Linked DNA regions of Mus musculus: regions 1 and 2 are each linked to region 3. Evidence: chromatin contacts called from public Hi-C data. All regions are on one chromosome and are shown on one strand. Each heading gives the region's core, a stretch centred on a gene start, on an enhancer-like site or on the middle of the called end of the contact. The rest is flanking DNA. Distances are from core to core; before and after follow the strand shown. Region 1 holds the start of Osbpl11 (oxysterol binding protein-like 11). Region 2 has its middle 20 kb from the start of Zdhhc19. Region 3 holds the start of Rubcn (RUN domain and cysteine-rich domain containing, Beclin 1-interacting protein).

The links. A called contact is a pair of places that touch in the nucleus more often than the background predicts.
Region 1: a contact with region 3 is called in a Hi-C map of natural killer cells, with 4 times the contacts expected there. The contact joins the promoter of Osbpl11 here to the promoter of Rubcn in region 3. A contact is called at or near these places in 7 of 39 promoter capture datasets (the 3T3-L1 cell line, 3T3-L1-derived adipocytes, the C10 cell line and 3 more), 6 of 484 Hi-C or Micro-C datasets (B cells, CD4 T cells, LSK cells and 3 more), 4 of 115 datasets of contacts at active chromatin or transcription factors (effector CD8 T cells, extraembryonic endoderm stem cells, large pre-B cells and 1 more) and 2 of 9 other capture datasets (adipose tissue and liver).
Region 2: a Hi-C map of pre-B cells shows a contact between it and region 3, with 3 times the contacts expected there. The contact joins the enhancer-like site here to the promoter of Rubcn in region 3. A contact is called at or near these places in 3 of 39 promoter capture datasets (hippocampal neurons, neural stem cells and pre-B cells), 3 of 484 Hi-C or Micro-C datasets (embryonic stem cells and pre-B cells) and 1 of 115 datasets of contacts at active chromatin or transcription factors (bone marrow-derived macrophages).

Annotation. Positions count from the first base shown.
Region 1 is chr16:33,182,875-33,186,343 of GRCm38.p6, forward strand. Osbpl11 (oxysterol binding protein-like 11) reads left to right here and starts at 2,197. Exons shown (of 13, transcript NM_176840.3): 1 at 2,197-3,126. The coding sequence starts at 2,930.
Region 2 is chr16:32,514,754-32,518,147 of GRCm38.p6, forward strand. No RefSeq gene overlaps it. Among named protein-coding and RNA genes, the nearest start is that of Zdhhc19, 20 kb to the left of the region's middle. Within about 2 kb of position 1,743, at least 224 of the 459 cell types and tissues checked have an H3K27ac peak or open chromatin away from gene starts, as enhancers often do. A contact at or near this core is called in embryonic stem cells, hippocampal neurons, neural stem cells and 1 more, where this site is marked.
Region 3 is chr16:32,866,409-32,870,003 of GRCm38.p6, forward strand. It overlaps Rubcn (RUN domain and cysteine-rich domain containing, Beclin 1-interacting protein), which reads right to left and starts at 1,958. Exons shown (of 19, transcript NM_172615.4): 1 at 1,685-1,958. The coding sequence starts at 1,752.

The sequences.
Region 1 (3,469 bases), core at 947-3,446, 320 kb after region 3:
GGATTTGAAGGTTTTCCTTCAGGACTCCATCATGTGGGAGCTCTCTCTCCTAACACAGTTCTTCCCTTAGCATCCTTGTCTCTCATCCTCTCATTTTAAAAGTTATCTTGTGAGACATCCCTTTATACACGTTTTCCTTCTCTAAGTCAGGTTCTCCACCACATTTCACCGATTATCTGTTTCATTCCCCAAATCCATTTATGTATGTATGTATGTATGTATGTATTTATTTATATTCTCAGTTGTAGGGGTTACTTCCATGTTGTCCAGATGAACATAGTAAAACATGCCTTTTAGACAAGAATTCCCCTACACCCAAGGCTGATAACCAGAACCCAGTGATAGCATTCACTCACCATAACCACCAGACCCAGGACTAGGTAGACAGAGAACTCCATGTGGTTCACTTGACACTATATGAGACCAAGAGCAATGTTCTTTAGTAATAATCCAACTCTGCCTCCTGCTAAAGAGGAGATAGCCTTGAATAGAAGACTCCTCTGCTAACTGAGATATACCATAGGCCTCTGCATTCCACAGAGGCCATCATCCTTAAATCCTTTTCAGGTCACACTTTGAACAATTTAAGAGGAAATAGGAGACTGCAACTCTGGGCAAATGGGACAGTTGCACAGCAAAGTTATCATCAGGATTGTCATGGCTACTCCTGGTTGTCAACTTGACTACCTCTGGAATGAACTACAATTCAGAAATGGAGGGCACACCTGTGATCCAGATCTTGAGGCTGGAAGACAGGTTTTTGACCTGGATCTTGACATGGAGATCTTGAGCCATAGTGGCCATGAAAATCTTAGGCCCAGGCAAGGTACACACACCTTTAATTCTAGGAGACTGAGGTAAGCAAATCTTTGAGTTCAAAGTCAGCCTGGGACAAAGCAAGTTTTAGGTTCAGGTATGGTGGCACACGCCTTTAATCTAAGCCACATCTTCTACTGGAGGCCTACATCAGGACCTTGAAGAAAGAAGGTTCACTCTTCTTCAACTGATTGTACTTACTTGCTAGCAAGTCTGTTGGAATCTATTTCCACAGAAGACCAGCTTATACTAGCCTCACAGGCCTGACTTCCCACTCACAGCTGCCCATTGTTGGGTTAGTTGGACTACAGACTGTAAGTCATTACAATAAATTCCCTTACTATATAGAGACACTCCATATGTTCTATGACTCCAGAGAACCCTAAGACAAGGATTATTTCTTTTTTTTTTTTCCGAGACAGGGTTTCTCTGTGTAGCCCTGGCTGTCCTGGAACTCACTCTGTAGACCAGGCTGGCCTCGAACTCAGAAATCCGCCTGCCTCTGCCTCCCAAGTGCTGGGATTAAAGACGTGTGTCACCACACCCGGCTAAGGATTATTTCTTAAGTACACCAGTGTGGTTCTTTCAAGTAGTTGTTACCCAGGTTAATCATGCCCACCTGGTAGAGGTAAACTTTCCCTGTGCCTAGACAAAGAGTTAATGGCAGGCTGGGCCTTGCAGATGGTTGTGGTCCTGCATTGCCCCTGTGTCTTGTTTTAGGAATGCTCTTTGATGGGTATAATGGCAGGTTGTCTCCTTTTGCTGTGGGAGTGGAGCCTAACTGGAGGTCAAGCTGAGGGGATAAACAGTAAGAGAAACTTCTTCAGAGACCCCAAACTTCAATTATGGTAAAAGTTTTCTTTCTTACAGTTTGTAACAAACGTGGCAATAAACTACTTTTCTTCCAGTGTTATTGGTCCTTTTTAAGTAAGCTTATTAGTAAATCCTTTTTATATCAATCTACTTCAAGTTTCTCCAGCATCACCAAGAGCTCTAATTTCCAAGACAATTTCCTTTTCTTTAAGACGATTTACCTTAGTCCAATATCATGTTGGGTTTTTTGTTGCTCAAAAATGACTGATCAGTTATTTTTCCCCACTTTGTTCTGTAAATTCTTATTTTTTTAGGTTCCCTTAAAAGGCAAGGAATGGGGCTCCCCAAGAGAGTATAGGACCTGTTTAGCAAGACCGTTTCATTCCCTTTTTCTCCCTCCCTCCCGCCTGCTGCCTCTTTCCCCACTGCTTCTTTCAGCTCCTTCTCTCCCTTGAGGCTCCGGTCACCGCCTCCTTTCGGGATCGTCTGCCCCAATCAAAGATGGCGCCGCCGCTTCAATGCTAGCGGAAATGAGCTCACACGACACCGGAAAGGAAGGCGGGGAGAGCTAGCAGGCGGGTGGGTGACCGGCTGTGGGTGGGGCGGCGGCCCGGGCCCTGGCTCTGGCTTTTACGTTTAGGGCTAAGGAAGCTCCAGGGAGCGGTCGGCTCCTGTGAACTCCGTGGGGCTCCAGGGCTAGCGCTCTCGGAGGAGGCCACGGTGAACCCCTCGCCTCCGGCCCAAGCTCAGCGGCCTCGGAGCCCGCGTCCTGCCCGGCGGCGTCTGCCCGACCCTCCGCGGGCTTCGCGCGACCGCTCCGGCTCAGTTCGGGGCTGCGGTGGGAACCGCGGAGCTGGCTGGACAGGGCCCTTTCTCCCGAGGACCCGGCTGAGGAGAAGAAGCGGCGCGGCTGGCCCGACCCCCGAGTCCTGAGGTCAGGCCGTGGGCTCCGGGGCTCCCGGGCCGTGGACCCCGTCCTTGCCCCGCGTTCCCAGGCAGAGGATCCGCGACCTCGCCCGCGCCGCCCGGCTGCTCCTCGGAGTGTGGCACCGAGCCCTCTGGCGGGGTGATTTGTCCTCCTTGTTCTTGCTCGGGAGAGGCATCTATCTGAAGGGTACCCGTGCTCTTTAAAACTTTTAACCAAAGTGGAAATGCGTGTCCTCTTTTTCTGGACCACTGTCGATTTCCACTCTAGCCGAGGTCTGAGATCCCGTTGAGAGTAAAAAAACGAGAGAGAGAAAGGGGGAAAAGTACTTACAAAATAACTCTGCACTTGGTGTCCCTCGCCCGAGAAGGGCAGATGAACTTTGGAGTTAAGATGCAGGGAGGTGAGCCGGCATCGGTGATGAAAGTCTCCGAGAGTGAAGGGAAGCTGGAGGGCTTGGCCACAGCAGTGACCCCGAACAAGAACAGCGGCAACAGCAGCTGTGGGGGTGCCATCAGCAGTAGCAGCAGCAACAGCAGCCGCGGTGGCAGTGCGAAAGGCTGGCAGTACAGGTATGGCCCTCCAAAGTGATGTTCTGGGGTGGCTCGGAGTGTGATGGGGTCTGCATATCCCAGTTGGAAGGCCAATTCCAAAGCGGCTGATGATCTGACTTGGAGATAGAACCCTGCTTTCGTGAGCAGGATTGACTTTCTTCAGAAATTCATTCAACAGGTAATTTTTTGAGGCCCTTTGAGGAATTCAGAAATGTACCCCAGAGTTTTCTCGATTATCCAAGGGCTTATTCTTCCTCTGATTTATCTCTACACTCACTTCTGGTTTTTGCCTCTGTTGTAATCTGTTTACAAGCAAGCCTGAACGTCTCTTAGAGCAGAAACTGTGGAACTCAGCGCTTTG
Region 2 (3,394 bases), core at 493-2,992, 350 kb before region 3:
AAATCACACAGACACATACACACACCAGACACATATACCATACACACACAAATCACACAGACACATACACATATAAATGCTCACACACACCACACAAATACACACACAACATATACACACAAGTCACACATACATACACACACACAGAACACACACATGTACACACTCCACACAGAACACACACACACACCACACACATATCACATAGACACACACACACTTACATACATACCACACAGACCCACACATACTCATACAAACATGCTACATAGACACACCACACATATACCATGAAGACACACTCACACTAATACACACTCCATTTCACACACACACACACACACACACACACACACGCACACACTAAATAGTAACAAGTATATTGTCTCCTCAAGTAAAGATGTTAAAAACAAAACAACCTGGGGCCTGAACCGAACAGTGGGAAGAAGAGTCCATTTCTCATTCACGCAGCAAACACTGAGCGGCCATGGTGTGTCCAGGAGACAAGGACAAAGGGAAGTTTTAAAAAAGAATGCACTTATTTATAGTATGATCAAATGCTATTATGAAGTTACGTGTGTAGGGGCCACAGAGAAGGCTCGGTGGTTAAGAGCACCCGGCTGCTCTAGCAGGGGACCTAGGTTTGGTCCCAGCACTTACATGTTGGCTCATAACCATCTATAACTCCAGTTTCCAGAGGTCAGGTGGCCTCTTCTGATCTCTGCAGGCACCAGGCACACCTGTGGTGCACACATAAATACACACACACACATACACAGACAGATAGCCATATACATAAAAAAAAAAATAAACCTTTTAAGTAAAAAAAAAAAATTACATGCTGATTTTTAGAAGACTGGAGGGGACTGGAGAGATGGCTCAGCAGTTAAGAGCACTGGCTGCTCTTCCGAAGGACCAGGTTCAATTCTCAGCACCCACATGGCAGCACACAACTGTAACTCCAGTTCCAGGCGATCTGACACCCTCTCTCACAAAAGTAGGAAGATCACGGATGTACACTAAATAAGTAAATAAAATTATTTTAAAAACTGGAAGCAAATTGATCAAATATGGTGTCAGGAGTTTCCTATGTAAGGGGATTGATTCTAGCTGTGGTCAGGGGGTGTCAGGACACCTGATTTTCAGGCTAGCTTTCCCTCTGCCTTGCCGGGTGACTATGAAAAATGTTCTTCTTCCACACACAGAACAGCTCAGATATTACCTGAAAATAATCGGGACCAGATGCTTATGGGCAGTTTTATTGGCACAGCTGTTGCTGCCCACCCCTGTGCAGGCCCAGCCACCTAAGCCCTCAACACAGCCTGGGCCCCTCTCCCAACCCGGGAGGAAGCAGCCCCCACACTCCCTCCCCCTCAGCTGTGGGCTCTGATCTCAAATTAGATTTTTTTTTTTTTCTCTTTGCCTGGGTCTGAATCACGAAAAGCTGCTTACACCGCCTACACTGCCAGGCAGCTGCAACCTCAGGAACAAAGAGGCTTCAGGCAGAGCGGTTGCCTGGACAGCCACTCCAGCCCTGAAGCTTCAATAGGGAAAGGAGGGGACCAAATAGGCTTGTATAATGGCAGGACACAGCGGCATGTGTGTCGCAGGTCCCTCCTTATACCAGGTCCCCACAGCTCCCTGGGTGGGTGACAATGATCGCATATTACAAGGAGGTTGTAGCACGGGAGGCTCAGTCCTTAGAACACTGGCTCAGGGCGGAAGCCGCTCCCTCTGCCTCAAAGTAGGATGGGCCAGGCTCTCCCCAAGGCTGAGGAGCGGGGTGGGGTGGGGTGGGGTGTGTCTTCCACCTGCCAATCACAGCTGCATCTTAATCCCCATCCCTGTCTACACTACCCTGTGATGGCAGGAGTTTAAACCCATTTCAGATCGAGTTCATGGGAAGCCTGCTTCTCCCCTGAGGAAAATGCGCCAGCAGAATTGACTCTCTTTGTTCTCAGGCCTCCGTCCTGCCAGCCCCCATGCCCTCCTCCTCAGACAGATCCAGAACCTTCTGTGATCTTTCAGTTCCGGCTGTAACTCGGGTTTAAGCGACCTCCTCAGTGGATAGGACATAAACCGTTGTGTGTGCCCCACCCCAAGTCCCCATCCCCGCGCCCTCTCTCTGACTCGACCCCAGCCACCTGCTGCTGTTTCCTACTTGGTCAACTGAGTTCACCCCTTTCCCTCAGCCTACACTTCACTTCTGCCCCCTTTATATTTCCTTAATTCCCCAAGCAGAAGAAATTATGTCTGTTCTTCCATCTGACTTTAGGTTGTCAGTTAAACACTCAAGAAAAACATGAGTCTTTCTTCTTTTTTCTTTTGTTGTTGTTGTGTTTGTTTTGGTTTTGTCTGTCTGTTTGTTTTAAGACAGGGTTTCTCTGGGTAACCCTGGCTGTCCTAGCTCCCTCTGTAGAGCAGACTAGCCTTAAACTCACAGAGATCCACCTGCCTCTGCCTCCTGAGTGCTGGGATTAAAGGTGTGTACCACCACCATCCTGCAAGAAATTTCTTATCATTTCTGTAAGTTTCCTCTCCTTGTTCACATGTATCGTGGTCTTGTTTTCAGGTTAGAGGGCTTGCCTAGCACAAATGAGGTCCTGGAGACAGAGACAGAGAGAGAAAGAGAGAAGAGAGAGAGAGAGAGAGAAAGAAGAAGAAGAGGAGGAGGAGGAGGGAGGAGGGACTGCAAAGGAAAGAACCCCTGAGTCACTGTGTGGAGTACCCCAAGCACCTAAATACAGCACATGCCCTGGGGAAATGTGCTCTGACTGCAGCATGGAATACACGAAAATTGAAAGTTGTGCCCGGCCTCCATCCTTAGAGTATTCAAGTCATCCTTGGGTATTATGGCGCACGCCTTTAATCAGGAGGCAGAGGCAGGTAAATCTCTGTGGGTTTGAGGCCAGCCTGATCTACAGAGCAAGTCCAGGACATCCAGGGTTATTACACAGAGAAACTCTGTCTCAAAAAAACCAGAAGAAGAAAAAAGAATATTCAAATTATATCAGGTAGCTGTCTTTTATTTATTTATTTATTTATTTATTTAGAGACAGCATTTCATTGTAGATGGCGATGGCCTGGAACTCACAGAAATCCTGGTGTCTCAGCCCATGACACAGGTTGGAATTACAAGTGTGAGCCGCTATACCTGGCTTTCGTAACTTTCTTACCTGCCGTGAGACTGCAGTGCAGTAAGCTGTGGGGACGTGCTGTTGTGTAATAGATACCATTAAGTACCTGACGCTGCCCCTCCCTCCAGTCTTAGCCACCTCAGTGAGCTAGGGGACCAGTTACACCCCGGCCTGCCTTAATCCTAGGCAACTGTGAACAATCAAAGGTGTCCTGTGCTGTAGTGAAAGGCACACAGTCAGGGAATTGTTACATGGGG
Region 3 (3,595 bases), core at 708-3,207:
TTTAGCATTACTGTGTACATTTGTCACTATTATCATGTGGGGCAGCAGCAGAGTGTAGAGGTTAAAGGTGTGAGTCTCAGTTCTACCAGAGATTCACTGCGTGACGATGGCAAGTTACTTATCCTGTCAATGTCTCTGCTTCCGCACCTGGGCAGTGGTCATAGGTATAGTAGCTACCTCACACAACTGTTAAGATGTTCAATAAGTTAACCTTCACAATGCTGTCAAGACAGCATCTGGTGTATAATAAAGAAGTAATGGATAATTAACTAACTAATGCAGGTCCAGTTAAATGAGAAAAAACAAACCAAGCAAACTTAAATATCTGACCCAGTCCGCTCCACATGAAACAGTACAGGAAAATCCAAATAGCCCTAAAGCTTGCTTACCAGCTGCAGGGTACCATTTACATAAAACGCTTCACAGACATCTGGAGAAAAATAAATAGCCAAGTATAAAAAAGCAGAAACTAAAATGTTGAAAGGAGAAGTAAGACATCTAGTTTCATTTAGTATGCACCATTCATAGACCTCGGTCAAGAACGCCAAGCTCTACTAATTCAGTAGGCCACAGGCTATATCATAGCAGAAATATTTTCACCCAGACACTTTTCAGCTCTCCCCTAGGAATATTTTAAGGTAAATTATTTTGCTTCTAGTCGTGGGACTTCACCTGCTCTGGAGACCATCATTGTACTAAACCTATTTTAAGTGTCAAGAAAAACTCCCTCACGCCATATTTCTACTGTGCCTCTGCTCCTGCATCCTCTTAAGATGTTGAGACCCTGCTTCTGTTGTTCTTGTGGTGCTGAGGATGGAGCCCAGGGCTGCCTGCATGCTAGGCAAGCACTCTACCCTGAATTACACTCCCAACCTAAGACCAGTTGTTAATGAAGCAATCCTAAGTAGGACACACACACACACACACACACATAAGTGTAGTTGTTTAAATTTAAAAAGAAAATAATCCCCCTATTTCTAGAAGCTAAGGTTTTCTGACAATAATTCCACAAAAACTTGAGCTTATTTAGTTTGCATTGTGGAGAAGCAGCAAAGGGGCTGAAGAAAAAAGAAACAGAGGTCCTCTCAGGGCAGCAGCATCTCACTGACAAAGGACATGCACATGATTTCTGTCCCTTCAGCGAGCCCACACCCAGTGCAATCAGTTTCTTTTAACCCACGGGCCTACCTCTCCTCCTCACCCACATTCATCTCTTCCTAACCTTGCTGAGCCATTGTAATCTAAAACCGTAGCTCCCAGAATATCTTAGCACCCTTTTAAAATCGGTCTGGGTTATCACAAGTTTTAACGCAGGGCACCAATCTTGTTTCTGCTCTTATCTATAGACTTTGGCCTATAAAAATCTCACTACAGCACCTCAGTCCTTTCTCCCAGACTCTCAATGTCCACCTCTCCTCTGGCAGTCTTGTATCTTAGTTTCTTCACTGTCTTCCCTGGCCCTCAAAGAATCATACCCACAGTTGCTCACCGTCCCTAAATTCATCTCCTCCCTTGTCCTTATACACGCCCCACCAGTCCCTCCTCTTGGAAATTCTTCCCAAACAAGTCACTTGAACAGTAGCTCTACAGGATGCCGCGCCCCGCACTGCGTGTCATGCCAGCCAAGTCTCCCTGTGCTCCCGCGCACGCAAGCAGCCCCGACTGCCAGCCGCTCCCAGCCCACCTGCTCTTCTCTAGCAGACGCTCCCCATCGCCGCCGCCAAGATCCATTCCCGCGCCCTCCGGACGCATCCGGACTATAAGGCCGTCTCGGGGCCAGAGAGAGGCTCCAGGCCGCTTCGACCGCCAGGGTACCCGGAGCACCCTCAAGAGAGGGGAGGCACCATGGCTGGTGAGCTTAGAACCATGCACTACACCCTGACAGCGACAGAGTCAAGGACTGCTGCCTCAGCTGCCGCTCTACCCCTGCCACCCCCACTTCCGGCTCCAAGAACTACAATTCCCAAAAAGCCCTTCGAAGGCCATCCTTCTCCCGGCATGCACTGCCCCATCCAATCCCAGGCTCCCCTAACCTGGGTACACGTGATGTGCTAGGCGAGTTTCCCTGGGCAGGGAACCTTGATTAAAAGCTCCATGTAACTAACGACAGTCAGGAATTCGAGGGCGAACTCCTGTCACACTTTACTCAGGAAATCAGACTCTGTCGGAGGTTAAAATAGACAATAAAACTGATATAATCCTAACTCGATTAACTTCACTTCAGTCCATTCCTGATTTAATACTTCTTGGTGTTGGAAGACTCCAAGCATTTACACCAAGAGATCACAAACTGAACCAGAAAAGGGCAGTAGAAAGGCTAGGAAGACTTTGAGGGAAGGTCTCTTGCAGGAGTGATGTCGGGGTACAGGTTACTGTTTTCTTTTTCTAAATATTCTTAAATGTATATGCGTGTGCCTGAGTGTATGTGCATCACATGCTTGTAAGGTGCCCGTGAAGGCACCGGAACAGGGACCCTCTACAAGAACAGATAGTTAACCCTTGAGTCAATTCTCCACCCTGTTTTGGTACTGTAGCACAGGTTGGGCTCAAAGTCAAGACCCTCAGCCTCCAGAATGCTGAGATTATAAGCATACACCACCAAAGCCATGCAGAGCAGTTTCTAGGATAAGAGTTTAACAAGGAGGGGAGGAGAGGCAGGAAGATGGACAAAACAGCTCTCACAGGTATTAAGAAAATAGCAGTTTTGAAAATCGTTGCTTCTTAGTAATCAAAACTGAGAAAGGGCAAGATGGTTCAGTAAGTAAAGAAGCTTGCTACCGAAACTAACCACCAGAGGTCAAACCCCAGACCTCCATGGTGGAAGGAGAGAACCAACTCCTGAGAGTTATTCTCTCCCCATGAATGTACATGCATGCATGCACTAAATGTGTATACACACCCAGTATATATACACATATATAAAGTTTTTTTAAAGCAAAGGAGTGGGACACAATGATGTGGGCATTCTCATGCAAGCAAGACCAGGTTATGAAATGACATGTTAAGGAGTTGGAATCAGCCATAGAACAGTGAGTTTTATCAAATGAGAGGGTATGGCAAATGTGCTTACAAAGCTAAGTTTACAATGTGGAAAGGAGATAGAGTAGGTATCTCATTAGAGGTAAGAGCGAAGTAGATAGACTGGTGATCCCTAGACTAGTCTGTGCATGATAGTCAAGAGTAAGACAAATCAGCTGCAAGAAACAAGAGAGAATGGGGCTGGAGAGATGGCTCAGTGGTTAAGAGCACTGACTGCTCTTCTGAAAGTCCTGAGTTCAATTCCCAGCAACCACATGGGTGGCTCACAACCATCTGTAATGGGATCAGATGCCCTTTTCTGGTGTGTTTGAAGACAGCAACAGTGTACTCATACATTAAATCTTTATTTGAAAAAAGAAAAGAAAAGAAAGAAAGGAGAGAATGGCAGAAATTCTGAGCTGGACTGTTTCAGTCTTTTTCCAAGAAGGGAGTCTCACCTTAGCTGTAACTGAGTGTTGTCAAATGAACACTGGGACTTTTGGTTGCCAGCTAATACAGTATTGCTTTGTTTCCCAAAAAAAGCTAGAATCTGCCCCTAAAGGTATAATTAACTACA